Regions from separate parts of the Triticum aestivum genome. Here region 1 is linked to region 2. A link is a contact called in public HiCAR-type data. All regions are on one chromosome and are shown on one strand. Each heading gives the region's core, a stretch centred on a gene start, on an enhancer-like site or on the middle of the called end of the contact. The rest is flanking DNA. Distances are from core to core; before and after follow the strand shown. Region 1 holds the start of LOC123084165. Region 2 holds the start of LOC123082820 (cell number regulator 10).

Evidence for each region. HiCAR-type assays count read pairs that join an accessible place to other places.
Region 1: a contact with region 2 is called in a HiCAR-type map of leaf, with 3 times the contacts expected there. The contact joins the promoter of LOC123084165 here to the promoter of LOC123082820 in region 2. A contact is called at or near these places in 1 of 5 Hi-C or Micro-C datasets (root) and 1 of 1 datasets of contacts at active chromatin or transcription factors (leaf).

Annotation. Positions count from the first base shown.
Region 1 is chr4A:638,633,200-638,635,899 of IWGSC CS RefSeq v2.1, reverse strand. LOC123084165 reads right to left here and starts at 1,354. Exons shown (of 8, transcript XM_044505910.1): 1 at 848-1,354. The coding sequence starts at 1,198.
Region 2 is chr4A:638,494,714-638,497,413 of IWGSC CS RefSeq v2.1, reverse strand. LOC123082820 (cell number regulator 10) reads right to left here and starts at 1,441. Exons shown (of 2, transcript XM_044505058.1): 1 at 1,242-1,441; 2 at 430-1,135. The coding sequence starts at 1,350. The coding sequence ends at 771.

The DNA of each region.
Region 1 (2,700 bases), core at 105-2,604, 140 kb before region 2:
CCGCCGCCTCTGCACTGTCAACGAAAGTGAGAAGGAAAATACTCTACCAGTGAAAAGAAGAAAGAAGATTTGCTTTCAAGTTGATCGCGCTCGTGAACGTCACATTCCTAGCGGCGGAAAGAAGAAAAAAGGGGACCTGACAAACTTGTTTTGGAGAAACAATTCAGTTGGTTTGTTCGCTGATGGACACGACAAAACAACAAACTAATTGTCCTGACAAACAATCAGACTACTAAGAGGGTGTTTGTTTCCAGACACTTATTGGTTTAAGGATTTAATCTAAACCAAATCAAACAGGAGGAACTTATAGAGACTTAAATTAGGCATTTGAGACTTATGAAATAAGACTCTCAAGAAGGACTTACAAGGATTTATGAACCAAACAAGCGCTAATAGCGTCTCGGCGAGACCGAATAAAGTAATCTTTCGCCGGGAGGGGCCGTACAGAGCACAGTGCAGGCGGTACATGCATGGTGGTATGGTGTCACACTTTCACATGGGGAGATGCCAATTTATTGGTGTGCGTCCTTGTTGCAAGCAGAGTTCTTTAAGAAACAGAGCAAAGGAGTCCATGGTGGCATTTTTTTCTCGTTCGCTGGCGCCCGTCACTGTCACATTCTTTTTTTTTTGAAGGGGTGACTGTCACATTCTGGAGCCGTGATGGAACGGAACGGAACGCTGCTCCATCCGTGAGAGTGAGACGGACCGCGACCCGCACCCGCACCCGCACCCAACGGAACGGGACGCGTCCCCGACACTGATGGAGCAGCAGCGTTGGGCGGGATGCGATGCATGACTAAACTAATTACTACTACTTGACGTGGCTTTGATTGGCCCTGGCGCGTACCTTGCCGATGCCGAGGGCGTCGAGCAGCGCGACGGCGTCGCCGACGACGTGGAAGGCGGTGTAGGACGCGACGTCGGCCGGCGCCTCCGTGCCGCCGTAGCCGCGCAGGTCGGGCGCCACGCACCGGTAGCCCCGCGCGGCGAGGTGCGCCATCTGGTGCCGCCACGAGTACCACAGCTCCGGGAAGCCGTGCAGGAACAGCACCGCCCGCCCGTCCTCCGGCCCGGACTCCGCCACGTGCATCGCGATGCCGTTCGCCTCCACCGTCCGGTGCCTGATCGCCGCCTCCCCCGCCGCCGCGCCGCCGCCCTGAGCTTGCGCTGCCTCCACGCCGTTCACCGCTCCCGCCATCCTCTCCCTCTCTCTCAAGCTAGAGCTAGGCGTGTGTGTGTTGGGTTGGGTTGTGTTTGCGGTGGACACGGGAGCGGGGCGGCCGGGTGGTATTTATGCCGGTGCCGCTCCAGTTCGGCGCCGGAAGGACGAGCGTGCACGTGAACGGCTTCAGTGTGAAGACACACGAGGCGCCAGAAGTGGGATGGTCAGACTGAAAATGTACCACACTTGACTGACGTGCCCTCTGACGCACTCGCTCACCGCTCACGAGGCGACGTGTCAACTGTCCGCGGCGCCACTCCAGCCGGCCGGCCGGTGATGGGTGCAGTGCCACAAGATTCGTCTTGATTGAACAGCTTTCCGGCGAAGGATCGCTTGGATATCCACGTCTGGTGTGGTATGCTTGGATCGCGTGGATTTCAAGGTTTAATTCGTGGGATTCCCGCGGATGCTCCCACGTTTTCTTCTCGCTGGAGTACGCCCTATATGACGTATATTGATAATACAGTATTAAAAATTACAATATCTTGTGGATGCCCATATTGATTATAAGAGATTGTGGGAAATAAAAATCAGTCAAGATGCTCACTCATTTTCTACCTTCTACTAGAGGGGTTGTTTCGAACACAAGGACAACCTCGCAAGTCGTGGATGGTAAGAGCATCTCCAACGCCACCGACCCTCACACATCCCGCAATCGTCCGGACCGTGAGAGCCATCTAAGGTGGTTCTATATGGATCCGTGATGCAGTCGGACACGTTTCCTCCCGTAAACCGGAGACAAACAACGAGGGAGGAGGGGGAGGGTATACTGGAGTCCGGACCGATCCCAAGTCCACTTCTGATCTCCCTGGCCCACCAAAAACCACTCCTCCCTCCCGCACGTGCTTTCTGCCTGGTGCCAGCTACCCGCATTCATGCTGCTATCGAGCGCACCGCTTCACATGGAAAATGGCTCAAAGCGGACGCGACATTCCACTGCCTCCGCCATTGAAGCGGTGCGCCGGCCGAGGACGTCGCTCGCTGCACGCCTCCTCGCCGCATTCAAACGTCTCCATTAAACCCGCATGGAAGCCGAGAAATATACTCATGCCACACGTTCGTTTCATGAGCGGGCCGACATTAAACGCAACGCCGACCGAGCTCCGCCCGTTCGCCCTCTATTTAAACGAGGCTATACGTCGTGCAAGAATCGCCCCCCCCCCCCTCGTCGCTCCCCCATCTCCTCCTTCACCATTTGTCCATTTTCTCCACTCTTCCGATGGCACCCGACGTGCCGAAAGTGCAGTTCTCCAGCATAAAAGTCGGTTGGGTGGCCCATCGAGTCCGCCGTATCCGGCGAGGCAGCTCGCTGCTCGACCTTCCCTTACCTAGCCTGACGGAGCCAGTTGTCGCCCCAAGCCGACGCGTGGTTCAGCAACTCGCCGATCGAAGCCAACTCGCGGAGGACTGGTGAGTTGCTCCATCCTAGCACGGCGGGGAGCACGACGGCTCGGGCATCGCCGCATCCAGTGCCTGCG
Region 2 (2,700 bases), core at 192-2,691:
GAAAGTGCATTTCGCTTTTTAGGGAGAACCTATGAGTCACTTGAATGAGTCAACTGTTTCTTTTCCTCGCATCAGCCTTTTTTCACTCCTACGTCTTCCTCTTCTCCCATCTCGGCTACCCTCCCTTAGCTTTGGCTGAACCGGTTGCCACCATCACCCGTGGTTGATGCCATTATCGCGTCGCTTCGTCGCCCCGCCCAATACGAGTCATATCCTTTGTCGAGTTGTTGTCGTCTCGGATGTCCCTCTATACCCCTCCCCTTCTCCGACAGCGGTGATCATGCCTCACACCTCTACCCGCACCGTCGACTCTCTTACTCCCATCTAGCGGCGACACACTGCGGTTCCCATGAGTATGGAGTTGCGCATTCGTCTTCTCCACAGGAATCGGCTGAAATTGTTATTATTATTCTGTTGTAGTATAAGGAATAGCAAACATGAATTTTTATTCAAAACCAGAGGCCGACCGGGTGGCCAGCCATAGAAATACAAGGATGAAATGCAGAGCGACATTTTTTTCTGCCATCGCAAAAAGAAAAAAGAAGGAGAAAAACGTACACACGTTCTTGCCCTGACATCACATCATCAACTCACCATACAACATAAGTACATAACCCATTCACAGTATGAATTTTTTTTCGACAAAGGGTGATTTTATTGACAAAGAGTACGAACTTAACCAAGTCTATGCAACAATTTACCAAGCACGAAAGAACGCTTGCTCGATCGACCCTCCCTTCACACGTACGGCAATGAGCAGCCGGGTTCGATCAGCGGCCCATCTCCTGCATGCCGGGCGGGTTGACGCCGCCGGCGCCGCCGTTGCGGCGCTCTTGGTTGAGGTGCCAGCCGATCTCGGGGTCGTAGCCGCGGGCCTTGAGCTCCTTGTACTCCTGGACGAGCGCGCAGGGCTCGCAGCAGTAGTGCACGCAGCAGTCGCAGCAGGGCGCGTCCGGGAGCGCGTACTGGGCGCGCATCTTGGAGCGGTAGGTGCAGGAGTAGATCCAGTGGCACCCCGTGAGCGACGCCAGCAGCACGTAGAGCGCGCCGCTCGTCCCACACGACGTCGCGCCCCGGTCCACGATCTCCGCCACCTTCCCGAACGTGATGCACGGGCACCAGCAAGTCAGGCAACCTGCACACATCATAAGTATGTATTAGACATGCATTTCATGGCGATTGAGACGTTGAGATGAGTAGGAGGAAGATGGCATGAGCCGCCTGAGAGCAAGGCTACGTACAGAGGCCGCAGTCGTCGAAGCAGTCGAAGAGGCCGGAGGACCAGGCGGTGGGGGCGCCCGGTGCGCCGCCGACGGGGACGCCGGTGGCCGGCTCGGTGCCGGGCTTCATCGCGACGATGGCCGGTGAACTGGAAAGCTGTGATGAGGTGATCTTTGTGCGCTGGTGAGGTCGCTTTGCTGTTGCCTGTTGGCTGTTGTTGTGTGCCGGGAATGGGCTCGCCGGAGGGGTGCTTATATATAGGTCGTGGCCGGGCGGAGATGGGTAGGAATGCGTGTGCTGTCCCGAACGGTTCAGCGTGTAAAATAACCCAGCCGCGTTTTCAAGTCAAAGCGGCGTTCAATTGGCGCGAAGTAGCCGTATTTACGCAGTGTACGCGTCGTTGAAGGTGACAGCCAGCTGCCTGAAACCTCACATACCGTATAGCGTAGACTCATGATTGATCTGCTATACACACGACGGTGTGCAGCCGATGTCTGGACGATGCTACTGATCTGACCGTACATGCATGTCACAAAGAGGAGGCCGACCGCTGGATCAAAGCATCGTCCAATGTTCGGCCAGTGGGTGTCGGCTGCTCAGTAGTTCCGTCTGATCAATTCTTCTGCGTGTGGTAAAAGGTACTCCTCGTCGACTCAGTAACCATTTTGATCTGAACGATTCTTCATCTTGGATGCACGTACCTGTATAAACAGCCCATCTGTTTTTTTTTTCACTGAACATTCAATGTGTTCTAGAGATGGAAAACACGATCAGTAATTACTACCAAATACGAATGGGGTGGTATATTTGCCAAAGGAAAATGTAGGGCGGTATTACTACTATGGGGACGGGAGTGTAATTCGGGCATGTATGCATGGGTGGTCGCATGTGCTGGAGCTGGACCGGCGGCCGTTGGTGTAGGACTATGGGCCGCCGGGAGCTTCGCCTACGTGCGCGTGTGTTTTCTTCCTCGATCAACGGCTTGGCTTGTTAATAATGCTCGTATATGATTGTGTTCTCGCTCTCACGTCTCAGCTATACTCCCAATCTTTTATTTGCGGGGTAGTTAGCTCAGCATCAGCCGACCATTAATCTAAAAGCTCTCTGGATAAGTAATGGTTTTTGCGCCAACTTTCAAGTCAATGTGAGTACGTACACGCTTAATTAGTACTTCATCCGTTCGAAAATATTTGTATCAAAATGGATAAAAGGGAATGTATATAGATGTATTTTAGTTCTAGATATATCTTTTTTTATCAATTTTGATGACAAGTATTTCCGGACGGAGAAAGTATTTCCTCCTTGGACTAATATAAGATCTTTTAAATTACTACTTAAAAGACCTTATATTAGTTTACAGAGAAAGTACCTACTGAATTTCTTTATGGCAGGTCAATAATCAGTGTTATAATCTGCTCGTGAACACGTCCACATGCTCCAGCTACACAAGATCGGTTTATATCTGACACGATACAAAGA